Regions from separate parts of the Rattus norvegicus genome. Here region 1 is linked to region 2. Evidence: chromatin contacts called from public Hi-C data. All regions are on one chromosome and are shown on one strand. The core of a region is the stretch at or near the end of the contact, and the rest is flanking DNA. Distances in the headings are between cores, read along the strand shown.

Evidence for each region. A called contact is a pair of places that touch in the nucleus more often than the background predicts.
Region 1: a contact with region 2 is called in a Hi-C map of psoas muscle, with 2.5 times the contacts expected there. The contact joins the enhancer-like site here to the promoter of Dcp1a in region 2. A contact is called at or near these places in 4 of 12 Hi-C or Micro-C datasets (hepatocytes, kidney, liver and 1 more) and 1 of 1 datasets of contacts at active chromatin or transcription factors (oligodendrocytes).

Annotation. Positions count from the first base shown.
Region 1 is chr16:5,754,372-5,761,317 of GRCr8, reverse strand. Tkt (transketolase) reads right to left here. Exons shown (of 15, transcript NM_022592.2): 15 at 6,150-6,436. The coding sequence ends at 6,261. Among named protein-coding and RNA genes, the nearest start is that of Tkt, 28 kb to the right of the region's middle. Within about 2 kb of position 3,442, at least 29 of the 93 cell types and tissues checked have an H3K27ac peak or open chromatin away from gene starts, as enhancers often do.
Region 2 is chr16:5,657,916-5,664,838 of GRCr8, reverse strand. Dcp1a (decapping mRNA 1A) reads right to left here and starts at 1,402. Exons shown (of 10, transcript NM_001191831.2): 1 at 1,243-1,402. The coding sequence starts at 1,377.

The DNA of each region.
Region 1 (6,946 bases), core at 2,193-4,692, 94 kb before region 2:
CATTCAAACACTCTGAATAAACCGTTTCCTTGTTTCCTTGATTCTGGTGTACAGTCTCTAGCAGTGCAAACTCCCTTGCTTCTGTGGTTTTTTTTTTTTTACAGCGTCTCACTATGTAGACCAGACTGGTCTTGAACTCTCGAAGATCTGCCTGCCTGTCTTCCAAGGATTGAAGGCATGTGCCACCGCTCCCAGAAAGATTTGGTTGTTGTTAAATGTATATGTAGGCATGCTGTGGAAGTCAGAGGACAGACAACCTGTGGTGTATGGCTGGATACTTGCAGTGATCCTCCTGGCCCCACCTGCCCTTTCTCTACAGGAGCACTGGTTATGACAGACACCTGCTTTGCGTGGGCTCTGGGGGTCTGAACTCAGGTTCACATGCTCCCCAATGTACCCACTGAGCAAGCTCCTCAGTCCCTAGCTGTCTCTTGACATCCTCCCTGCCACCACACCCAGACATTGAGATTCGGATCCGGGACAACCAGCTGAGGTGCACAGTTAACATTACTAAAGTGGACCTGGCCTCCAGGTTCTCCCAGCGTCCCTCAGTCCTTATCTGGCATACCCTGCCCTCAGTCCTAACCCTTCCATCCCAGGGTCTGGGCTTCCTGTCCCCCAGTGGCTCTACACTATATAATCCAGACATCTTGGTCTCTCCTTTCTTCTGTCTTTTCTCTCTTTCCCCTCCCTTCTGTCTCCCTCCTTGTGGCGACCTCCCTGGGACCAGTGGACCAGCCCCTGCCCTTCCCTAGGCCAGCTCCCAATTAACCTGCCTTTATATATATTCAAATCTGGCTTGAATTGGCTCATTTCTCCGGGAGAGAAATAACTTATCACCAGGGAAACTTCTAGAAGCTGATGTGTCCAACTCAAATACAACTCCCCTACTCCTCAGCACCTAGGAGTAAATCTTAGCTCCCTGCAAGCCCCTGAGTGACCTCGCTGGCTCCTCAAGCTTCTGCTGTGTCCCAGACTCTCAGTTCCTCAACGGTGTTTCTTCCCTGCTTCCTACGCAGGCCAGACTTAGGGTTAAAGACAATAGCCAAGTGTGACCACAAGAAAAATGTGACCCAGACGGTAGGTGGAGAGAGCTTGCCCGTGGGGAAGTGGCTCAGCAGAAACTTCTTTTTGTGTGTGGCCCTGGATACTGGAACTCACTCTGGTCTTGTGGACAAGGCTGGCTCGTGTAGACCAGGGTGGCCTTGAAATCAGAGCTCCTTCTGCCTTTGCCTTCCTCATAGTGGGATTAAAGGTGTGTGCCACCATGCTGGGCCGCTTGTTTTTTCATTAATTGTTTTTTGCTAGCATATACAATTCTGGGTTTTATTATGACATTTTCATATACATATATGTATTACTGTGCTTGGCTCATACTTGACCCTCATTGGGGTTGTTTTTATTCAAAAAGTGTTTATTATAACAGTTATCTAGATTAGAATACCAAAAGTAAAGGATAAAAAGAGGGTTTCACTATGACTTCTTTCTGACCGCGTGGTTACGTTTGTTCTCTTTCATTCCCTCTACCCCGTGACCTTTCCTCTCCCCCTCCTCCTTCCCCAGTTAGTTCTCACTTCTGCTTCTCTGTTACATGACTTTGTTCTCTTCTCTCTTTCCCACCCTCACGATCCCTGACCTATAGCTTACTGACCTATACGCACGCACCTCTGAATGTGTATGCACATCCCAATTTAAATGTAATTCCCATATGCGAGGAAACAGGAAGCGATTCTTCCTGGGTGCTGTCAGACTCAGTCCTCTGACAGACAACTGCCGTTCTCATCAGATCAGCAATGCCCGATTTGGGAGACCATCAGATGGGGAGGGAGGGAGGGCCGTTGGACACCTACCACTCCCTACTGCTCCTTGAAGCCTTCTCTGTACAGCTCTGCCCTAACTGCAGGCAGCTTCATAGGTGGGAGCTAGAGTGTATAGGGGAGGAGTTGGGTTAACCGATGTGGGGTATGTGGCTATGGAGGAGCCATCATTCATGCCGGGTAAAGGCTTTTTTGGGGTCCTCCATGTTCTTCCCAGCATCTTCTCACTCATAGGCCAAAGAGCTAATTTCAAATTTCTTACTCTACACTTCCTCATTGGCTCTCACAGAGGTGGCCACCACTCTCCACTGTGGCTTTATATTTATTTATTATAATAAGTACACTGTAGCCGTCTTCAAACACACCAGAAGAGGGCATCAGATCCCATTACAGATGGTTGTGAGACACCATGTGGTTGCTGGGATCTGAACTCAGGACCTCTGGAAGAGCAGTCGGTGCTCTTAACCACTGAGCCATCTCTCCAGCCCTTAAATTTTATTATTATTTTTTTTATTTTATGTGCCTGCGTGAAGGTGCCAGGTCTCCTGGAGCTGGAGTTACACGCAGTGGTGAGCTGCCAACTGGGTGCTGGGAATTGAACCCAGATTCTCCTTACGAGCAGCCAGCGCTCTCAGCTGAGCCATCTCTCCTGCCCCTCTGGAGCCTGACTGACATTCCTATAACTTTGGACTCCTCCCGAGTTCCTGACATGCTAAGCCCAATCCAGAGGGCTGGGAACAGGACCCTCTCCTGTGTCAGGCAGGCTCAGGTTCCTGAGGGACAGACAGCTCCTGGGACAAACTTTTCCTGCCTTGCCAGTTGGACCAGAGGGCTCACGAATCCTAAGGCAGTGACGACTTAGCCTATGTTTGTCCCCAAGCTGGCTCCAATGAGGAACCTGGGTGTTAATGCTGCAGGGCCTCCACAGCACCCAGGCCCTTGGGGTGAGTCCCTATCCCTGTACCGTACAGAGGGGCAAGAATTCTGGCTTGAGAGCTGAACCACCAGAGGCCAGAGAAGCCTTGTGGCTGACGCTTGCCTGTGTTTCGTACGTGACCTGTTTTCTGTGCTTTTTTTTTTTTTTTTTTTTTTTTTTGGTTCTTTTTTTCAGAGCTGGGGACCGAACCCAGGGCCTTGTGCTTCCTAGGTAAGCGCTCTACCACTGAGCTAAATCCCCAGCCCCCTGTTTTCTGTGCTTAATACTTCAAATCCACAGGCTAGTAAATCCCAGATCCCTGCTCGAGGGGTTTGATTTCTGGAATCTTACCCAGAGCACCTGCTATGGCTTTTCTATTACCTCCTCCCAGTCTCAAAGGGAGGACCGCAGACAGAGGTCCAGATTCCTACCACATGCAGCTACCCGGGAAGGAAGTGAGGAGGGATGCCAACCAGAAGTGAGGATGGCAGCCACAGGGTGGTGGGTTAAAGGCACATGTTCAGGGGTGATACAATGTTGCACGGCTTGGTGAATATACTAAGATCTAATTACTTAGATCTCAGTAAACATGACAGGGCCGTGTTAATGACAGGCATCATAAAGTCTAACAGCCGAGTATGTTGGGCAGCTTCCTGAGCTCTGGGCCTGACTCACATACTGGAGGCAGCCCCATGTCTGCCGTCACAGGAAACCTGGTGCTCAAGGCTACTCACTTGCCCTGAATGAACTGCTAGGAAAAGCAACATCTTTGAGCCCTCATTGGGCAGTGTACTGATGGTATTATGTAATTTCTCATAGTTCATCCTCCCAGCAACCCAAGGAAGCTGTCTTTATCCCCACTTAACAGGTGAGGCACTGGGGAGATGACGCTGCAGCACAGGACAACGGAGGCAGGATGGAGAGATTTGTTCCTCCACAGTCGTGATCTGGAAACTTTGTGAAATCCTGCCACCTATGCAACTGGAGACTGAGAAATGAGCAGGGCATTTTCTTTCCAGTTGCCATGTCCCGTTGCCTGGCCACATGGTGGTGTGAATGACAGAAGCCTTTGTTCCCTTAGGCTGACTGCAGCAAGCTCTCACTGGTCCAGGGAAAGTCAAACCTTTGTCTACGCCTCTGTGTAACCTAGAGCCTTACTCCAGACCAGGAGCTACAAAGTTGCCTCAGATGCAGGGTCCCGACTTCTCACCCTCTCCAGGAGCTGAGGGAGAAGTGAAGGAGGGTTCCTCAGGTCCTCAAGGCTTAGGTATCTGGGATTCCAGCACAATCTAGAATCCCAAACCCACAGCAGTTTCACCGACTCCTTGGAGTTCCTGGGTCCCTAAATGCCAGGTTTCGGAGGAGACTGAATTTAGGTGACTGTGGCCTCCAGAGCTCCTCCAGCTGGTTCACTCCCCAGGCATCTGGCTGCCTGCTTAAACTTTTTTTTTTTTTTTTGGTTCTTTTTTTTGGAGCTGGGGACCGAACCCAGGGCCTTGAGCTTCCTAGGCAAACGCTCTACCACTGAGCTAAATCCCCAACCCCCTGCTTAAACTTTTACCATCTCCTTGAGAGAGTGTGGGCCTTGGAGGCAGTCTGGAGGTGAGGGAAGCTACCTTTCCCATCTCTGCTTTGGAAATCAAGCGTTCCCCGACCCCTACCCCTTGCTGTGTTAGGGTTTGAATCCAGATCCTCATGGAGGCTCCTCGAAGCCATCTATGTACAATTCTCCCTAACTGCACCTGACGGCTGGCCCAGACACCTACGAAACTCTCAGGGCACTGCACCAACTCAGACACTGGCACTTCTAGTTCTCCTCCCCTCAGCCTGGCAAATCCCTGGGTTCACAGACAATTAGCGGGGGTGGGGGTGGGTGCGCACAGCAGATCCTCATGGGTCCTAAGGCTGGGTGTACTTGTCCCACTGCCTTCTGGAAACATCTTTTCACGACACACAAGAGCACTGAGCTGTAGGCGGCTCCCATCGCGTCCTGTAGGACAAGGACGTCTACATCATCAGGCTGACTACAGAGCATCTCCTTTAAGGAGGCCGCAAGGACAAAGATGGCAGCCACAAAAAACCCGAGTTGTAGTCCTTTTCTTTCCACACCGGACTGTAGTTAGACCAATTTAAGCTTTCTCCAGGTCGGTTATAAATGAAGAGACTCAGACCAAGGTTGTTTTATTGACAATTACTGGAGGTAATCCCTAATCTACTTTCCTGTCTGCTGGACTTGCTACTTCCCCGGCAGAGTACCCAATACTTGTTCATGGTCACCTCCTCCTGTGGTGGCTTCCTTCTCTCACCTCTCCTCCCTCCGCAACCCCCAACCAGGAAACTCAAAAGCGGCCTACCTCTAATCCCTCCAGTAATTGACTGTAGTCATTTTTATTTAAACAATAGTGTTAGATTAAGGAAGGTTTGCACAACAAAAGCTTTTAGACCTTCAGGTACAGTATTTGATGTTACGATACAAAGCAACAGACCAATCCTCAGCACTGGGCCAAGAGGAATATCTTCTAAAATGGTATCTTGGAGTAAGGATCAAATAAAATGCATACGAAGTTCATTCAGCACTGTCACGGGCACCTCCATCTCCTTCTGCGAGCAGTTGCTTCCCAGATCTCAGAAAACAGCACCTTCCACAGATTGCTGTGGGGTGTGTTTAGCACTGTAGTACCAGAGATGGCCACCAGGTGGTGCCCAAGCACCCCGAATCCCTGATTTTCTGCTTTACCCTTTTGTTGTTATGGACTACATAAGAAAATACATTGTAATTATGTCCAAACTCCAAACTCTTGACTGGGAAGTTCCTCAGCTGTCCCCACAGGGCGATGACTTGCCTTCTTTTCTCAGTGAAGGAGAGTTTCTCCCAGGGTTTGCCCTAAGACCACCCACTGAGGAATCACCGTCTTCTCCCTGAGACCTACCTTATCTGCTGTTTCTGGAGTTGGTACCATTCAGTTCCCTGGCACGGAAGGATCTGGCCAGGCAGCTCACCAGCTGAACAGCTCCGGTTTCAAGGAGCAGACATGTGCCTAGTTCCACAAATGGGCCTCATCTTCCCTACGGACACTGAGGAATTCCTAGGAAGCTTACCAGTGGGCCACCTATAAAAGGAAGCCTTGCGGGACCTTGGGGGGCATGAGGCGGCTAAGAAGGATCAGGAAAGTTTTATAAGGCAGGGAGAACTCCACAGTCCTTTAGGGTACAGTGGTGAGAAAAGGGGCTGGATCCTATCTGGCTAAAAGGCAGGCTACAGTGGGTAGTAGTTCTGGCTTTGCAGAGGCTGAACTGGAGAAGGGGATCCCAGGGTACACCTTAGATCCTGACCCCCCCAAGTCTAGACAGCCAGCTCTCTTCCTTTCTCCCTTCCTATACTGGATATGTTCATATCAAAGAAAACAGTCAGGATTAATTTTTTTCTCAAAACATATATTTACCTTTCCACTCGGTACACCCTTGAGCACCTTTGCCAGAACATCCCTGGAATGTGTAGTTCACCCACCCGGCATCCCATGTCCTTCCTAGCCCTTGGTGACAAGGCCCTTCACAGCTTGCACAATGGCGTCTTTGTCAATACCAAACATCTTCAGCAGCTCAGCTGGCTTCCCACTTCGTGGTACTTGGCTGACCGCCAGGCGAGTGACTGTGACTCCAGGTTCGCCCACTACCGCAGCAGATACTGCCTCGCCTATGCCACCTGAGCAGAGGAAAGTCAGAGAGGTCTTAGTCCTGAGCCAGAGATGGCAGAGACCACACAACTGCAGGTGTACCACCACCCTTGCCGGAGCAGACATCACTAATCAATCAGGATTCTCATTACTTATTCTAATCAAATGTGCACTCTCATTTTGTCATTTTTTTTCTTTTGACATAGCCCAGGATGGCCCCAAACTTACCCTATAGTTTAGGACAACCTTGAACTTCTTTTTCTTTTTCTTTTTTTTTCCAGAGCTGAGGACTGAACCCAGGGCCTTGTGCTTGCTAGGCAAGTGCTCTACCACTGAGCTAAGTCCCCAACCCGACCTTGAACTTCTGATACTTTTACCTCCTGGGTGTTGGGATAATAGGCATAGGCCCCTGCCTGATTTTATGCAGCAGCATGCTGGGGATTGAACCTAGGACTTCATGCACACTCTACCACTGGAGCCCTACATCATAGTTTGTAGCTTTGACTGGCCTAGAATTCACTGTGTGGATAGATCACAGT
Region 2 (6,923 bases), core at 153-2,652:
TCTGCAAACACTAAAACCTTTCAACTAGGTATCTTAATACTCCAGTCAAGGTATTGTCTACTGCAACTTAAAAAACCAAAAACTTGGAAAAAAAAACCAAAAACCAAACCAAACCAAACTTGAGCAGTCTATTGAGGTTTATAGAAAAAGAATGGAAACTTTCTTCAAAAGGGATACCAGGTTGAACTCAGAGCCTGGGCCTCATGATGCACAGCTGTGTAGCACTGAGCTAAATCCCTAACCCTCGGGACGTTTTCTTCTAAGATACTGTTTCATTTCTGGAGAATTTAGGACTATTTTCACGAGTTACACATTTTGTGGTGACCAAACACAATTTAATATTTTCAGAACTTTGTTAAGACTCGTGGATAGAAACCATTCTCTGCCTTAGACAAATGTGGTAGGTTTTTAAAATAAACGCCTGAAAATGTGATTAAGAAACTGTAACTTGGGTTGGGTATATAGCCCAGTGGTAGAGGAACAGTACAGTGTCTGCCTAGCATCAGGAGGAAATAGGACATCATGTAAATAGGTGCTTCAAGTTGAGGTTAACTAAAGTCAGTGAATGTAATTTCTGGAACTCCATGCCACTCACAAAATCCAAAAAGAACTAAGAAGTGAGCGATCAAACGTCCTATCACCGGTCTCTTTTTTTTTTTTTTTTCTTGTAAAAACGTCTCCAAGGAATCCAATTCTTACTGAAGTAGCCTTGAAATCTTTCTTTAAACTCCGGTGATACCAGTTCTGCTAAAGCTGGACTAACTCCTGAGACTGATTTTTAAGCTTCAAATCCAAATCATCACATTTAGGTCGGCAGGGAAAGAGGAGTGGATTTTGCAATCAAGAACACGTGATTTATCTAATAGTTTTCAAAGTCTCAAACACAGGTTTTCAATCACTTGTTAGAAAAAAAAATTAACTTGTCTCATATCCTGCCAATGCAACCTCAAGTCTCCAGAACCGACCCCAAAAAGACTGATCCTGCCTCATTCCTGTCCTCCATCTGATTTCCCTGTTATGTCTCTGGTGTACTCCTACCCTTCATTCCTCCAATTCCGCGTGTCCCTCCCCTTTCCCCCGTCATCTCTTCGGCTCTGGAAGGACCTTTGGGAGAGGTTCGGGCCTCGCCTTTGCGGTCCTACTCTGCTCCACACCCCACCCCCAATCCTAAGCTGTCTGCGCGGTCCCTTTAAGAGGCGGCAGCGGCCAGGCTGGCGTTCTCCACGGCTGGGCCTCACTCACCCACTGGTTGGCTTTGGGGCAGAAAGTGTACAAGGCGACCTGGCCCGTGAGGTCTGCGATGCTGGTGATGTAGGGGTCGTGTTGTTTCAAGGCCGCCAGACTCATCTCTTGCTCAGCTCGACTCAACAACTCCATCTTGGATCTCCAGGCCGAGCCCCTCGGGCGGGGGCGGACTGGAGAACAGGAAAGTGCCATCCAGGCAAAGTTCCCCCAGCTCAGTCAGCCGTCCACTTCCGCCTATCCGACCTGCCTTGCCGAGGGTGGTACTTCAGTTAATCTGATCCGCCGCTCCTATGCCCTGGGAGCCTGGTTCCGATCTTTTTAGGTCTGCGGCTGCCGGAAGGTACAGGCGTCCGCGCCTGCGCGGTGGAGCTTCGGCGAGCCGACATTCCGGAGTCCTCCTCTCTCACCTGGCGGGATCTGAACTTGTTCCTTGAGTGCTCCAGACTCCTGCCAGTGAGACCGCAGCCCAGCACATACCCTGAATCGAAATGCTTGCTGCTGTGGAAGTGAGGTTTTCATGGACCATTGAGAAAACTCAGACCAAGTGAGGAAAGGGAGCTGTACTTTACTTCCGAGCTGCACTTTCACTCTTAACTGTTTGGTAATTTTTGAAAGAAATGTTTCAAAGCAGCCAAACTAGCCTGCCTGGAACTACACTGTACTCGGCTTCCCCTCTTTGGCTTGTCTTTTCCTTCATCTGGGTCCTAAATAAATATTTCTGTTGTTCTAGAAAGACCTATTACGGGGTTGGGGATTTAGCTCAGCGGTAGAGCGCTTGCCTAGCGAGCACAAGGCCCTGGGTTCGGTCCCCAGCTCCGAAAAAAAGAAAAAAAAAGCAATATAGAAAGACCTATTACTTAAATAATAAGTAGATCTCTTAAAAAGCCAACATTATTGGGCATCCTAAGGGGTCAGGTACTACAAAGTAAAACAACGTGCTCAGCCTATTTTCATTGAGCTGCTTTAAAAACCATCGTTTTTCTTTATTGAGGACATCTCGGCACAAATGAACGTTTTTGAAAGGATAAACTTTACATTTCCATCAAAGTACCACCATATATTTGTGTTGCTTGTGGTTTTACATCCCAAGATCATTTGCTAATGGAAGGGCAGACTTTCCGTTCGGAAACACGTGTGAGGCAAGAAGTCGGAACAGCTTATGGTTTGTTCGCCCTTTGCTCACGTACACATTCATTGATCTTATAGAGTGGTTGTCAGTTCCAAGCTTCCAACTCTTTTTGGCACCAGGAGAAACGAAAAGCAAGCAAATAACCCCATGATAGACATTTCTCTTTGAATTCCAGAGGGTGGAGTCTATTTCCGTCTGAGCCAGGAAAGGTAGTGAAGGAACTCTTAACCAGTTCCGGCATGGTGGGCGTGGCTCTGGCAGGCCTTGCCCTTCTCCCCAGTTTCCTCTGCCTTGCTAAAGACTGTTAGATTGCATTCCTCACACTAGCCACCAAGGTCTGTTCCTTAATTTAGCCTAATAAGAGATTAATTTCTCCTGAGGCTGACTACCAAGGTCTGGCTATCAAAGTATTGGAGTCTAGCAATCAAAAGCCCCCTTTGGCTAATTAACATGCCCAATTAAAATTAAACACATCATCCTAACGTGGGCTTCCCCTTTTATCTTTATAAACTGCCATTTGCCCGTGGACCACATCTATTTCCTCTATATCTAGAGAGTCCTTTGTCTCCTTCCCAAACATCTCTTACCCCTCTCCTCCCAACCCCTTTAATTTTTAGCCCCTTGCCTTCCTATCTCCTGCCTTTGTTCATTATCCCTGCTCTCTCTCCCCCTGGAGCACATAAATCTCTGTGCTGAGAACATGGTCTTGGGGTGCCTTGAGCCAACTTCTGAAGGCAGTAGGAAGGCTTCAAGAAGGTGCTGAGGTTTGAACTGCTGCTTTCGATGAGGAGGTGCTCCTTGGGAAAGTAAAGTTAAGGGCTGAGGTTTGCTTCATGGCCCAGTGGCAAGGTGGGAACCTAGTGTTTAATGCTGATTTGATTCAGACTGGAGGGGAAGAAGGGAATGGCTCAGAGTTCCACACTAGTGAGGAGTATTCTGGTATGAGAGTCTTGGGGATCCTTGTTCCACATCTGGACTGCCTTTCACCCAGTGGTGGAGGGTAGGACCCCATCACTTTCTGTACCTTCATTTTCCCTCTGTATGCTAATTTTTGTGTGTTATTTAAAATTTTGTCTCTATATGTGTACATGTGTCGGTGTAAGTCTGTGCTGACGTAAGTGTGCAGAGGCCAGAAGAGAGTGTATGGGCACACTGGAGTTTAAGTTACAGGCATTCGTGAGCCTCTGGACCTGAGGGCTGAGATCTGCACTCAGGTCCTCATGGCTGAGCTGTTGTGGGGTTAACCATCAGAGAAGACTGCTCAGACATGGGTTTAAGCCAATAAAAAAACCAATCTTTTTTGGTCGGCCGGCAACTACACTGGGTGTTTGGGATCCCAGTGTAGCACGGAAACTTTCTCAGGGTCACCTTTTAAGTACAAAAACCATGTTCTGGGTTGACACACTTCAGGTAACAAGAGCAGTTAGCCAGATAGAGCTACGGAGGCTAAAAAGCCAGGTTAGTACATTGTGAGACTTTGCCAGAACTCTGTGGACTTTGATGGGTTAGGCCTTTGTTTTAGTTTTGGCAGATAGCTGTTTTTATCAACACCTCAATCGCTTGATTTTACCAATGAAGACTCAGGAGCCGGATTGCTGGGCTGGAAGATGGTTCAGAGAGGCAGAGAAAACACCCAGCTGACCTTCCTCTTCAGCTGACATCCCAGAACAAAGTCTCTCTCTCATATCTCTACAAACCCCCTTCAAACTGAGTGTCCCTCCCTTCTACTTCCTGTTTGTCTTTTTATCCAACCTTCCTTCCTCTTTTTCTGTTTTTTGTTTGTTTGTTTGTTTGTTTTGTTTACTTTTTGTCAATTGGTTGCTTGCTCCAACTCTTGACCTTATTTAATTGACTTTATTTAATCCTGTTTACAATATCGAAGCACAAAGCTCTTGGATTAAAATGTGTGCGCCAAGGCTGACCCACGCCACAACTAAAAAAACAGGTTTCCCCAGCAAATAACACAACTTTGGAGTTCACAATGTGCTCAAATAGCTTGCCACAGGTGGTGCTGCCTGTGTGCTGAGTTTCACAGCCTGAATGATATTAGCATCATGGAGTTATCAGTTGTGTTAAGGTCTGGGGACCTGCCAAGGTCTAGGGCCCTCTAAGAGAGTAGCAAGTGTTTTTAACAATGAAACAATCTCTCCAGCCCTTAATATAGTATTTTAAATTAGGTACTAAATTCAGAGACACACCTGATGCTGCCGTTAACTTTTTTTAATGTAGATTTTTCTAAAATAATCTAAGATATTTCCTTTTGTTGTGGAATGTTGTTCCCCACGAACTATTGAACTGTTGCTGTCTTAAAACCAGAATAGCTGTCATTACCAATGAGACCCTCACAAGACTGGGCCCACTAACATACTCCCTTGGAGGGAAGGGAGGGCTCATAAGTGGTCAGGAGACTACCTTCGAGGCCTAACAGAAGTCCAAGGGAGGAACTGTTGTAAATAATCCTTCATCCATGCACCTGTAAGTAAGCAAGTCATACCTTGGGGCTGGAGGGGCCACCATTTTTCTTTTTAATCTCTTGTTTGTACCCTGTAGGAAATAAACAGATGCTTGTTCAAGTCTCCAAGAAAAGCTAATGCAACACCTCTTAATACACCTTGGACGAAGCAAGGCTAGACTTGTGAGGTATAGCACACTGCTTTGTTTCCAAGGCAAGGTCTTGTAGGATAGCCCAAACCAGCCTGCAAGTCACCAATTAGGCTGGGCTGGCTGGTAGGTGAGCCCTAGGACATCCTATAAATGCCTCTGCAGAACTAGGGTTATAAACCTACCACCATACCTGGCATTTCTGTATGAGTTCTGGAGGTCCTTAAGAATGTAGGTTTTTATTGATCCATTTCCTCAGCCCCGTTATTATTGTTACTATTATTTTGAGGTTAGTCCGGTCTTGAACTTATTATATGTATCAGATTGATGTCAAACTTTCGATCCTCCGGCCTCAGCCTCCTGAATGCTGAGATTACACAGTCTCCGTACACAGCTGCAGTAATTAAAAAAAAAAAAAGTTAAGAACCCTAAAAATGCAGTCAACCCCGCCCTCCTCTATGCTGAGCTGCTTTGTGGTAAAAAATGAAACTTGCTTTCTCATGTTCAGTTCTAATTCTCAAGACATTGTGTCACAGCAACTGGAAACGAAATGAGGACATTGCCATTTAAAACGACGGGGGTCAAGCTGGGTGTAGTGGCGAGCAGGAACCGTACTACTACCTACTCAGAATTTGGAGACAAGGCCATATATAAGTGGCACACACCTCTTATCCCGGCATCTGGGGGCGGGGCAGAGGCAGGCAGCTTCACTGTGAGTTTGGGGCCAGCCTGCTCTGCATAAGGTACATGATAGGCTCTCATGCAAAGCAAAGGAGAGTGAAGTACAAATCGTACAAGCAGAGAACTGGCCTCTAGTGCTGAAGCTGACGTCCGTAAAACTTTGTTAACGAGGTATAGCGTTGTTCTCGGTTTCCTGGTGTAGAATCCAGAAGCCTTGACACAGCCTGGGGGATACCGCTCCATCTGATGCACCTGCTCATGGGGTCATGTGCTCACCTTTCCTTCCTCCCCGCCCCCGGTACCTGGCCCCTGTTTCTATCTCTGTCTCTTCTCTCTTACTGTCTTCCTGTGTTTTTCTCTATGTGTACCCTCCACTCCCACCATGTGTGTTCGTGTACGTGGCAAGTGGATGTGCACGCATGCGCATGCGGGGCCCAGCAGTAGAAATCAGATGTCCTCCTCAGTTGCTCGCTCTTATTTCTTGAGACAGAGTCTCTCAATCACCCATGAGCTCCCCAGTTTGGCTAGGCTGGATGGCCCGTGAACCCCAGGGGTTCCCCTCTGTCCCCATCCTTAACGCTGGGACGATAGGCATGCTCTCATGCCCGTCTTCTTTATGTGGGTCTGGGGATCGAACTCAGATTGCTATGCTTGTTTGGCAATCACCGAGTCATATTTCTAGGCATCTCCACCCTCTCTTTGGAAACAAGCCTCCATATGTAGTTCAAGTTGGCCCGCAACTTGCTATGTAGCCTAGGGTAGCTGTGGGTCTCCCTGCCCTCGTGGATGGACTGTCTTCTGATTCAGTCCACAAGGGCAAAAGGATCGGGGTGGGGGTGGGGTGGCGTTAGGAGTGTTCAGGAGCCTCGCGAGTGAATGACCATGCCCGGAGCAGTCATCAGTGGCCAGATCAACCTAGTGTGATTCAAGGCTTATAAAGTTTTGGGGACTGAGGATAGAAACATCCAAGATAGGCAAAGGTCATTGGCTGGGGGCTCAGGGTATCTGGAACGCCTCGCTCGCACGGGGAAGCATTTCAGGAATCCCAGGTGCTGGCTGAACTGGTTCTTTTTTGTCGCGCCCCCCCCCCCCCCCCCCCCCCCCCAGAGCTGAGGACCGAACCCAGGGGCCGCGCTTGCTGAACTGGTTCTTAACTGGAGAAAGGAAATTGATCCTGCAAGGTCAGAGAAGGAGAAGCCCGGCTAACGAAGGAAGTCTCCCATTATGTACCAAGCACCATAGAGTTTGACCTTAATTAGCAGAGTTC